Linked DNA regions of Mus musculus: region 1 is linked to region 2. A link is a contact called in public HiChIP or PLAC-seq data. All regions are on one chromosome and are shown on one strand. Each heading gives the region's core, a stretch centred on a gene start, on an enhancer-like site or on the middle of the called end of the contact. The rest is flanking DNA. Distances are from core to core; before and after follow the strand shown. Region 1 holds the start of Gm38915 (a long non-coding RNA gene). Region 2 overlaps Ptpro (protein tyrosine phosphatase, receptor type, O).

Evidence for each region. HiChIP or PLAC-seq counts read pairs in DNA pulled down with a chosen protein or histone mark.
Region 1: an H3K4me3 HiChIP or PLAC-seq map of embryonic basal ganglia shows a contact between it and region 2, with 3 times the contacts expected there. The contact joins two enhancer-like sites. A contact is called at or near these places in 13 of 39 promoter capture datasets (the C10 cell line, the HPC-7 cell line, cranial neural crest and 8 more), 7 of 484 Hi-C or Micro-C datasets (the C2C12 cell line, ECoMG-derived neutrophils, the HPC-7 cell line and 4 more), 6 of 115 datasets of contacts at active chromatin or transcription factors (bone marrow-derived macrophages, embryonic basal ganglia, embryonic stem cells and 1 more) and 1 of 9 other capture datasets (embryonic stem cells).

What each region holds. Positions count from the first base shown.
Region 1 is chr6:137,698,130-137,704,012 of GRCm38.p6, forward strand. Gm38915 (a long non-coding RNA gene) reads left to right here and starts at 5,016. Exons shown (of 4, transcript XR_869522.1): 1 at 5,016-5,102. Within about 2 kb of position 1,517, at least 5 of the 459 cell types and tissues checked have an H3K27ac peak or open chromatin away from gene starts, as enhancers often do. A contact at or near this core is called in embryonic basal ganglia, where this site is marked.
Region 2 is chr6:137,435,059-137,440,363 of GRCm38.p6, forward strand. The region is part of intron 19 of Ptpro (protein tyrosine phosphatase, receptor type, O); the gene reads left to right. Among named protein-coding and RNA genes, the nearest start is that of Gm52924, 160 kb to the left of the region's middle. Within about 2 kb of position 3,098, at least 38 of the 459 cell types and tissues checked have an H3K27ac peak or open chromatin away from gene starts, as enhancers often do. A contact at or near this core is called in embryonic basal ganglia, where this site is marked.

The sequences.
Region 1 (5,883 bases), core at 267-2,766, 260 kb after region 2:
ATTTATAGCTGGGAGAAGTAGACTTCTACTCTTAAGAATATCTAACCAGCTTTCAACCCACTTGTAATAGCTTGTAAAAGAAATTGCTATTAAAAATGCTGCAAAATGGTAAGGTCATAAATGAATGAATTACAACATTCAATTACTGGCTTTTTCGACTAATAATATTGCCCCATATGATATAACACCAGCTATAAATAGCCATTTAAAATGCTTTCTCTTGTCACACATAGTGAAATGTGGCTTTGCAAATGGGTCACTCAATAGAATGGAGCTATGTGTAAACCATGATTTTCCCCTCACAGCTCTATTGTAGAAGTTAAAAGAAATTGTTGATCCCAGAGTGCCTCAGAACAGATATACTTCAAAGACAAGAGGAAATATTTTATACTTTGTGACATTCTTGAGATAATGGGAAATTAATATTCTCTACCCTTGCCTTTGTGTTTATTTGTAACTATATGTTAGGATAGCTTCACTTTTTTAGTGTATAAAGGCTGGGGGAAAATCATTACTAAGGTTTTCCTTAAACTGACAAACAAAAAAAACTAGAAAATTAGAACTGGTATGAACATCTTGTCTGTGGTATTGGCCATCCCTCATGTGTCATTATTTTCCATATATTTCAAGCAAACAGTGTAATATCCATGCTTTTGGACTATGACGATCAGAATAGCTCACAGTGAATAGCAGTCCAGTGTGTTCGTCCTCTAGTAGTAAACAGCCTTCATTTGTCACCCCTTACTGTCTTGGAAACAGAGTATGATCAAAGTTAAAGCAAACCCGTGTTGGAGATATTATCCAAGCCTGAATGTTTCCACAGCACTCAGTTTCTCTGGGTCAATCCACCAACCCAACACTATCTGGGGTCGCTCTAGCGTGCTCTTCCCAGTCTGCTCTCTCTTCTTTGAAATCTCAGTCTGGCATAATAATAATCCACTGGATAAGGGCACTCGATGCCAAGTTTGACAACCTGAGTTTGATTCCTGCACCCCCATTGCTGGAAAGACAGAATTGACTCCCACGGGAACAGGCATGGACTAAACTAATGTGACAAAAAGACATGTTGTGGATTCTCATATCTCTCAGATAACCAAATTTGATGCTGCCTCATCACATATTCTGTTATGTCTGTCTAACTTGTAAGCGCCTTGTTTCCCTAGCAACTCTGAAGCCTCAGAATAGAGAGTGAAGTTTTCCTCATTTTACTTCCAGATAATTGGGGTAGAACGAAACAGAACTCGATTTAATTCAGTAAATTTAAGTCTCCTTCCTTCTAACATCCAGACTAGGAAAATTCCCAAGGTCTTCTGCTACCACAGACATAACTACAGACCATACAGTTGTTCACCATGGTTGATTGCCCCCTACCACAGTCTACCATTGAACCTCAGCTACAGAATGAGACGTATAATTAAAATGTGTCACTGGAGACCTAATTAACATTCACTTTCCTCAAGAGTCCTATTAGCAGACTGCAAATTAAAAGTGTTTGAAAAGTATAATTGGCATAATGATGAGAGAACACAGAATAACCACATCACCCCACCGAATACATAGAGAGGGAGCTGTTAAAAATGGAGAGGATGTAGCAGCGCCTCACATGAACAGGCTGTGCCGAATCCCCACATGGATGGCCCTTATCAGACTTCACACGGTTAGGCGTTTCCAGATCTTCACGTGGATAGGTTATACCAAATCCCCACATGAGAGAAACCTCATAAGCCAGTCACAGAAGCATAGACATTGTGTGGCTTTGTTCATGAAGGGTTTCCAGGTCAACTTAGAGCAGCAAACGCTATGCTATGGTTGTGAGAGCCAGAGGCAGTGGGAAATGCGAAGCTGTTGCTTTAATGATATAAAATTCCATAAGCTGTTGCTTAATGATAGAAAATTTTGAGACGTGTACATTTTACAGATCTGCTCTACAAAGTAACACAATGGTTCCTTTCACTTAACACTGTTAAATGAGTTTCTATGCTAGTACATACTTCTTAGCATAAACACCACACACACACACACACACACACACACACACACACACTCACAAATACATTGAAATCTGTCAAGTTGACTGGCTCTGATAGCTATCTTGATCCTGATGGTGGTACCCCTGCACATATCTAACTTCCTGTGCGAGTGACAACAATTACATCTCAGTACAGTTGTTAGAGAAAGTATACCATGAAAAGAAAATGGCGGAAAGACACCTAAGCTTGACACAAGATTTAAGTAAGTAGGTGAATAGTAGATATCAGATTCATCAAGAAGTAAATAAACAGTGGTAGAAATCACCGGCTAATGCTATTATGGTACCCTTGGCTTTGGTCACCACAGTGCCTCCCTACTCCTCATATTCACCCCAGAGATGCATATAATCATCATCTTTAATTCAAGAAGAGGGAAACTGAGGCAAGGAAAAGTTAAGTTGCAGTAGATCCAGGACACAGCTAGGATTCAGCCTCCAGTGATATGTCAGATCTGGGGTTTGAAGGATACTGTCTTAACCACTGGGTGGCATTTTTGTGGACTCTGCTGTCCAAAGTGCACCCTTGATAATGCTCCAGACAAATGTTCTGTTCCCTGAACTCTCAAAAATCCACTTAATTTAAAAATTCTTCCACAATACTGAGCACTTTTGGTAACGGACACATTATAACATGACCTTCAGCGACTACTTTTAGAAACTCTGCTCCTTGTGTGTGAGATGAAAATGTGACTTTTACTGACCCTAATAAACAAGGATGCTGAGAGGATGCTATTCTTGGGATTAGACATCAGATAAGATCTAGTCTTAAACCGGGTGTGGTGGCGCACGCCTTTAATCCCAGCACTTGGGAGGCAGAGGCAGGCGGATTTCTGAGTTCGAAGCCAGCCTGGTCTACAAAGTGAGTTCCAGGACAGCCAGGGCTACACAGAGAAACCCTGTCTCAAACAAAACAAAGCAAAGCAAAGCAAAGCAAAGCAAAGCAAAACAAAACAAAACAAAACAAAACAAAACAAAACAAAACAAAACAAAACAAAACAAAACAAAATCAAAAACCAAAAGATCTAGTCTTAGCAGACACTGGATTTGGGGGATTCTCTCATTCACTGGTCTTGACAGTCAAGCATTGTGACTCCATTGTGAACAGGGACAGGTGAGAGAGTTTTCCTTCCACTAGCCAGCAGCAGCAGCAGCAGCAGCAGCAGCAGCAGCAGAACACCTTCAATTCAATGGCCAGAAAGACAGATTCTGCTAATATACTGTGTGAGCTTAGAAGCAATTCTTCCTCAATCTCTATCAGAACACAGCCCCCCCCCCCCCGGTTACTGGGGATCCCAATGGACCTCTGGCAGAGATGATGTAGGATGCTCCCCAACAGTCCCACCCTCTGGTTCCACACCATCTTCTCTCGGTTATCCCATCAGGTGCAAATCCAGGCACCACTAAGAAGTCCTTTTGTAGATGTAAATACGATCTCAAAGAGGTCAGCACTGAGATGCTGAGAGCATTCTAGTTGGTTTGTCCAATTAGATGAATCTTTACAAAGAGGCTGACCTTGACTGAGAGACACTGGACACAAGTGAGAGTCACTGTTGCTGGCTGGAAGAGAGGAGGCTGTGTGACCACCACCACCAAAACCAAAAGCGTGGGAAGTTCTATGAGTCCAGGATGGATGTCAATGCTCTGCTAAATGCCAGCAAGGGAAAGCTGACCTAGTCACCACCACACCACGCCATGCCATGCTATGCCACGCCACACCCCTCAACTATCTCAGGCTTTTCTGACCTCAGATTCAAGAACCAATCTTTCCGTCTTCTGCCATGTGGATCACAGGAATCGGGCTCAGGTTGTAAGCTAAGGTGACAAGTGTCTTTACATGATACGCTATCATGCTAGCTGTCAGGCCTCATCTCTCCAACCATAGTCACCAGATTCTGCTCAGGAAAAGACCTGTGGCAATGCCCTTGATTTTAGCTACGTGGGTCCCTAGGCATCACTGCTGGGCACAGGGGTTTATTTTACATTACAGAGGAATGAACTAATACATATTGTTTTAGCTTGCAAAGTTTGTGGTAAGTTTCTTGTTGCTCTCTGAGACAGAACCACTTACCAAAGGGCATACATGGGCTAGCCTAACCCTGCCCACATGTAGCAGATGTGCAGCTTGGTCTTCATGTGGGTCCTGAACAGCTGGAGCGGGGCTATCTCAAGAGCTGTTTCCTGTATGTGGGATATGTTCTTCTAGCTGGAGTGCCTTGTCTGGCCTCAGTGGGAGAGAATGCACCGAACACTGGCAGAGACTTGATGTGCTAGAGGCGGAGGCAGGGGGCAGAGGGCAAGGTACCAAGTAGGGGACCTCCACTCTCTCAGAGGAGAAGGGAAGGTGAGTATGGAAGGATTGTGGGAGGGGCTGACCAGGAGAAGGAACAGTGAGTGGGATATAAAGTGAATAAATTTTAAAAAAGTTTCTTGTAGCACAGCAAGGAAAAATGAAGGTGTATCTCATAAATCTTAATGGATATAAGTTGAGTTAATTAAATAAACCAACGCCAAAGTGCCCAGCAGGTACAGTTAAACACTTCTGGGCTCTGCTTCCTACTGGTTGGTGAAATACAAACTTTCCTACCCCATTGTCAAACTTATGGAAGTGAAAGTGGTCACCATCCAGAAGGAGAGGGAAACACTCAACACTCAGCAATAATCATCAACATACGTCGCAAACTCTCTTTGGTTATTTATAAGAATTTATAATAATTTTTTTTAAAAAATCAGTAGCACTAGGTATGTCTTAGGGGCGAAATAAATTGAAGTTACTGTCTTGGTTTTTAGGTGACAAAAAAATTCAGTATTTCATGAATACTATTCCACAGTCTTGCCCTTTCTCCAACTTCCTGTCCTTTCACATACTGACACTCAAAGATACTGAGACCCTGGGAAAGGTTTCAACAATTGCTTCCTGACTGACTCAGAAACCTTGGCAGCCCTGGATTGTTTGTCATTGGATGTGTCAAGAGGATCTCTGCAGAGAGAGGCCAAACACTTAAATTTTGGCCTTTTCCACAGATCATTCCAGCATCAGCTCCAGGGTTTGGGGTGACTACATTGTGCGTACATGGTGCGTGACTTCTCTGGTTCTCTAGGGTGTCTGACTTGCTTCTTTAACGATCCCGAGATCTTTATCTGAGATGTTTGACCTCAGAGGTGGAGCCCCATTATTTCAGGGAAAGCAAGGCCAACACCAGCATGGTTTGGGGGAGGGGGGACGATGTAGGGGGCAGTGATGGATGGGTGTGGAGACCTGAGGTGACACTCAGGTGTTTCTCTCAGTTCTGTCCACCTTGTTTTCCTGAGCCAGGATCTCTTGCTTGACCTGTGAGCCCAGCGATCTCCCTGTCTCCACCTCCCCAGGTGGGATTACAAATCTGCGCTTTTTTACGTGGGGTCTAAGGGTGAAACTTGTGTCCTTATGCTTTGGAGGGGTGGAGCTAATGACCAGACACGCCAACCCTCTCATATGCATGCCTGTTCTCTATGTTGCTATCCCCAGGGTCCTCAACCCCAGGTATCAGGACTGAGACGAGTACACTGCGGTTAATTACAGAAAGATGGCTCAGGGGTTAAGCGGGCTGGCTACTCTTCCAGATGACCCAGTTCCAGACCCCAGCCTCTAAGTCATAAGACTCACAACTGCCTATTAATCCAGCTCCTGGGGATCCAATGCAGCCTGCACACATGAGGCACACACACACACACACACACACACACACACACACACACACACGTACATTAAAAAAAAATCTTTTAAAAAGTAACTTTGAAAGTAATAAAAGATCCAGGATCCCCTGATTGAAACTGATGAGGAGTTCTGGGTGACTCAGGGGATACCTTGTGTAGGA
Region 2 (5,305 bases), core at 1,848-4,347:
ATCTTGGTCTCCCCATCCTTGAGAGCTACTGTAGACATCCAGGGGGTTGATATCTTTTATCTCTACCCTTCTACTACCCACCCATCAGACTCCCGTCTGCACTGTATGCTTTCCTCGAGGTTTGTGTGATGCATCAAATTCTGTCCACACATAACTGCCGAGGTCCCATTGTCTACCTGCCACAGGATGATATCTCATTCTCAGATAGGACCATGATAGATGGAGATAGTTAAAATGGCCAAAGGTTAAGAGATCATACTATATGCGGCTGAGCTGTAGGTGAATGTCCAATTAGAAGCTAATGAAAACGAACGAGATATCCTCACCACAGCCATCACAGAAGGGGCGTGGTCCTGCTGATACCTGGGGTTTTGATTTGTGCACTCCAGAGCTAGGAAACAATAAATTTGTTTGGTGTTAAGTCACCATATTTGGGTCGCCATCTTGGTTCCGGGACTCCGCAGAACTTAGGAAATTAGTCTGAACAGGTGAGAGGGTGCGCCAGAGAACCGGACTGCTTCTGGGACAGGCGGAAGCACAGAGCCGCTGAGGCAGCACCCTTTGCGGGCCACAGACAGCCAGCCACCATCCGGACCAGAGGACAGGTGTCCGCCTGGCTCGGGAGGCGGCCTCAGCCTCAGCAGCAGCGGTCGCCATCTGGGTTCCAGGACTCCGCAGAACTTAGGAATTTAGTCTGCACAGGTGAGAGTCTGCACCACAGAAGCTGACAGCTTCTGGGAACTGCCAAAGCAACACAGCTTCTGAGAAAGGTCCTGTTTTGGGCCTTCTTCTTCGGCCAGGAGGAGGTCCAAACACAAGATATCTGCGCACCTTCCCTGTAAGAGAGCTTGCCAGCAGAGAGTGCTCTGAGCACTGAAACTCAGAGGAGAGAATCTGTCTCCCAGGTCTGCTGATAGACGGTAACAGAATCACCAGAAGAACAATCTCTAAACAGAGTCAACTATAACTACTAACTCCAGAGATTACCAGATGGCGAAAGGTAAACGTAGGAATCTTACTAACAGGAACCAAGACCACTCACCATCATCAGAACCCAGCACTCCCACTTCGCCCAGTCCAGGGCACCCCAACATACCTGAAAACCTAGACCCAGATTTAAAAGCATATCTCATGATGATGGTAGAGGACATCAAGAAGGACTTTAATAACTCACTTAAAGAAATACAGGAGAACACTGCTAAAGAGTTACAAGTCCTTAAAGAAAAACAGGAAAACACAATCAAACAGGTAGAAGTCCTTACAGAAAAAGAGGAAAAAACATACAAACAGGTGATGGAAATGAACAAAACCATACTAGACCTAAAAAGGGAAGTAGACACAATAAAGAAAACTCAAAGTGAGGCAACACTGGAGATAGAAACCCTAGGAAAGAAATCTGGAACCATAGATTTGAGCATCAGCAACAGAATACAAGAGATGGAAGAGAGAATCTCAGGTGCAGAAGATTCCATAGAGAACATGGACACAACAATCAAAGAAAATGGAAAATGCAAAAAGATCCTAACTCAAAATATCCAGGAAATCCAGGACACAATAAGAAGACCAAACCTACGGATAATAGGAGTGGATGAGAATGAAGATTTTCAACTCAAAGTCACCATATTTGTAGCACCTTATTCCAACAGCCTCAGAAGGCCCATACAGTGCTGCACTGGATGAGAGCTTACTCTCTTCATCCCCCTTCATGGTCACCTGAAGATAAGCACACACCACAATTCTATTGTGCCATTAGCTTGCTGCAGATGGGCCCTCTGCTCTCCCCCACCCCCTTACCCCCGCCCCTTTGTCTTCCCTGTGGACACGGGATCTATTGGCCCGAATGCCTTGCGTCTAACGCCCAGTCTGTTCCAAGGTCAGTGCTAAGTACCACAATCTGCTGATGGTGTTGCTAGCTCTAAAATCCTATGCTTGCCTTACAGGCTGACTGTGTTCTTCCAATCCATGGAAGGCCTTGCCTCGTTGACAGTATTTAAGGATGAGGCCCTTTGGAGGTAATTAAGATGCACAGAGTAAAGGAGCTGGGATTCTAGTGGTGAGGTTAATGCCTTAATATAAGAGAAACTAGTGAGTTTGCCATCTTCTTCTTCCCCTGAGCTTCACGTTGATAAGACATGGGAACACACAGAGCTGACAGCTGCTTACAAGCCAAAGATTAACAAGGAAATCTACATTGTTGGCAACTTGGTTTGGGGCTTTTCAGCCCCCATGACTATGAAAAATAATAGCATCTTTTGATTAAAACCTCAACTCTGTGATGTTTAGTTGTGGCAGTACACACACACACACAAACACAGAGGCATATACACATACACAGTGCATGTTTTTACTTTCTTTCTCTGGAGTTGGGTGCTTCAACTGTCTCTGGCCCAATATAGATGGCCACTGGGCTTGGTGACTCTGTTAGGCTCTAGGAAGTCATTACAGTGCTCTTGGCTTGAAACAATAGATCTGTGCTCTCCAAGTTCAGATTCAGGAGCTGAACACGCTCCCTTTGGAGCCTCCGGGGAGAGCACTTGTGTACCTTGCTCAGTTTTGGGTGGCCCCAAGTGTCCCTCCACTGGCAGCTACATCAAGCCAGACTCTAACCAGTCTCTACATGGCTTCTCCTCTGGCAATCCATACAGAGTGACTTATCCCCACAGACTTTTACAAAAGGTCCACATTCATAGGTTGTGACATGGACACAGCTCCTTGGAGAACACCATTCAACCCATGGGGACGTCTCCAGTAAATAAAAAACATGATTGATTATATCCGAAGCAAAATGGGCAAACAGAAACTGGAAAATGATTTATGTGGCTTCAGCCCGTCACCCCTACACTTTATTGTAATGAAGATTTAAGCCTCTGCGGTGTCTCTATGGCTCGAGGGAAACTCCCTGCAGAGTGACCTGAGCTGAGACCTTGTTTGGTTTTCCATTGGGTGACAAGCTAAATTACAAAGCCTGCAGAGTTGCTCGCTTGTACACCCAGCTTCGGGCCGGCTCAGGCTCCGCTGCAGTTCTACTTGGCTAATTTACATTTACAGTGTTCAGCCAATTAAGCAGCTCTTACCAACTTAGGGCATTTTCAACTGGGACCGCAGCACTGAATTTCAGGTCTCTTAGAGAGTCAGTGTCCACGTGCTCAGCCCGCTCTCCAGCTCTGGGTTTGTTTCCAAGGTTTCTTTTGTATCCGAGGCCTTTCCGAGTTGCTTTTTAGTCTGTGTCCAAATTGTTGGCGGAAAGCTGAGGAGAGTTGTGACTCTGTCCACACAAAGGCGAAGAAAGGAGTCATTATAGACCCAGGTCAGGCAAAGCAAAAACAAACACAACCACACCACCTTTGAATGCTTCACAGTTGGTGTTCACGGGGCAATGTTTGCCTTTGTTGAGTTTAATAATTCTATTTGCTAGTACACAAGCCAGCAAAGGATGGGAAAGTTGTAAGATTTGTCTGAGGATGGCTAAACTTACATTGACGATTTTTGAGCTGCTTTCAAAAAACCGATTCTTTATAAGTGGCACACACAACTAAGGAAGATATTTTGAAAAATAATCTCTTTTGGACAAATTATCCTTTATGGTTCTTTCTAAAGAAACTCCACTTGTAAAATATCTTAATCAATGGAAGAAAAAAAAACCCATAATTTAAATAAGCTCATGATTACTCTAATTAACCTTAAAAAATAATGCTGATTTGGGTTAAGTTTTGCAAAACTAGAGATTGTGTGTGTGTGTGTGTGTGTGTGTGTGTGTGTGTGTGTGTGTGTGTGTCTGTGTTTATCTCACAAGAGTAATATAGCAAGCCATTGGAAAACCTTGATGAGAAACTTGTGCAATTACAATGGCAGTTTTCTGCTTTATAAGGACACTAGTGCAAAGGTTTTTTTTTTTTTATCTGAAATGGGGAAAAATTTAAATTTGTACTGAGGCACCTACTTGCCAGTTCATCTTCAAGAACGGCTGACTACCTCGTAGCCCAAACAGTGTAAGATTCTATAATCTTGAGAAGCAAAAACTGATGAAGCATCAACAAGAAAGAAACAGTTGGGCCACTGAGGTTGCTCCATCCAGGCTGATGGCAACTGTGCAGGCCAGTATCGGGTGACAGCAAGTATCTCCAACTTGAAAGAGGCCCAGGACCGAAAGCTGGATTCCCAGAGCATGGGCTCTGTGAAGAATGCTTGAATCAAGACACACAGGATGAGAGGGCCGCTCTTCTCAATCAACGTCTCTTCCCTTAAATGTCTCTTCCCTTTAAAATCTTTCAGAGATCCACAGATTCCTCTTCCAGAGTAGTCCTCTAGCTCCGAATTCCTTAAAGGAACCATTGAGAAGAGACTTGAAGTGTGACACTTGGGTGCTTTGCTGCATCCTTTGGGGCTTGGAACAGATTACCTTGAGTAAAGTTCGAGAACTTCAGAGTTCAGATCAGCAATGCCTGTGGAGAGGCCTTGCAAGAGGGGTGACCTGTAATCGTAGCACTCAGGAGGCAGAGACAAAGCACGGTCAGGACAAGCTGGTGAGCTAGCCTTGCTAACTGGCTTAGTCAAAGACCCTAATGTGGCAAATGAAGTGAAGATCCATTAGGGAAGCCACCATAGCCCTCTGCCTCACCACACGGGCACACCCACATACATGCCAATACATCATTACACATACATACACATGCAAAACACTGGATTCATTAAGTGCAAGCAAAATGTATAGCAGCTGGTTTCTCAACAGCCTCAAGAAGCTAAAAATGACTCACGCTATGTTACGTAAAGCCAAATACCAAGGGTACACACACATACACACACACACACACACACACACATATACACATACACACACACACACACAGAGAGCACATTCACTTGCATTGACACATACATAAAATAAAAACAATAAAAATGCATCTTGGAGTCTTTCAGGATATTGCTAGATTTGCTCCTTCAGTAGTATATGGTACAAGCCCAGAAACTACCATTCCAATAGGAATGGGACTGTAGGACACCTGGGAGTATACAACCACTTTTTTTTTTTAAATAAAGCACAGGGATAAACAGCTGAAATGCCTCTTACAGTCACTTAATCTTTTGAACTGCACTGGTTGTCTGCTTATAGGAAAATCACTAATGCTTGCTGGGGTAAGGGCGATGGTAAAGACACCCAACAGGTCGACAGATGTCTCTCCAGTGTGCTGCCTTCCGTTCTAGGGCTTGCCTCCACATGCCGATCCATCTTTGTTCTACGGGTCCCATCACCAGTATTTAGAGACTGTTAACCCACTATTTTACAGTGAGGAGATTGCTTCCTGTC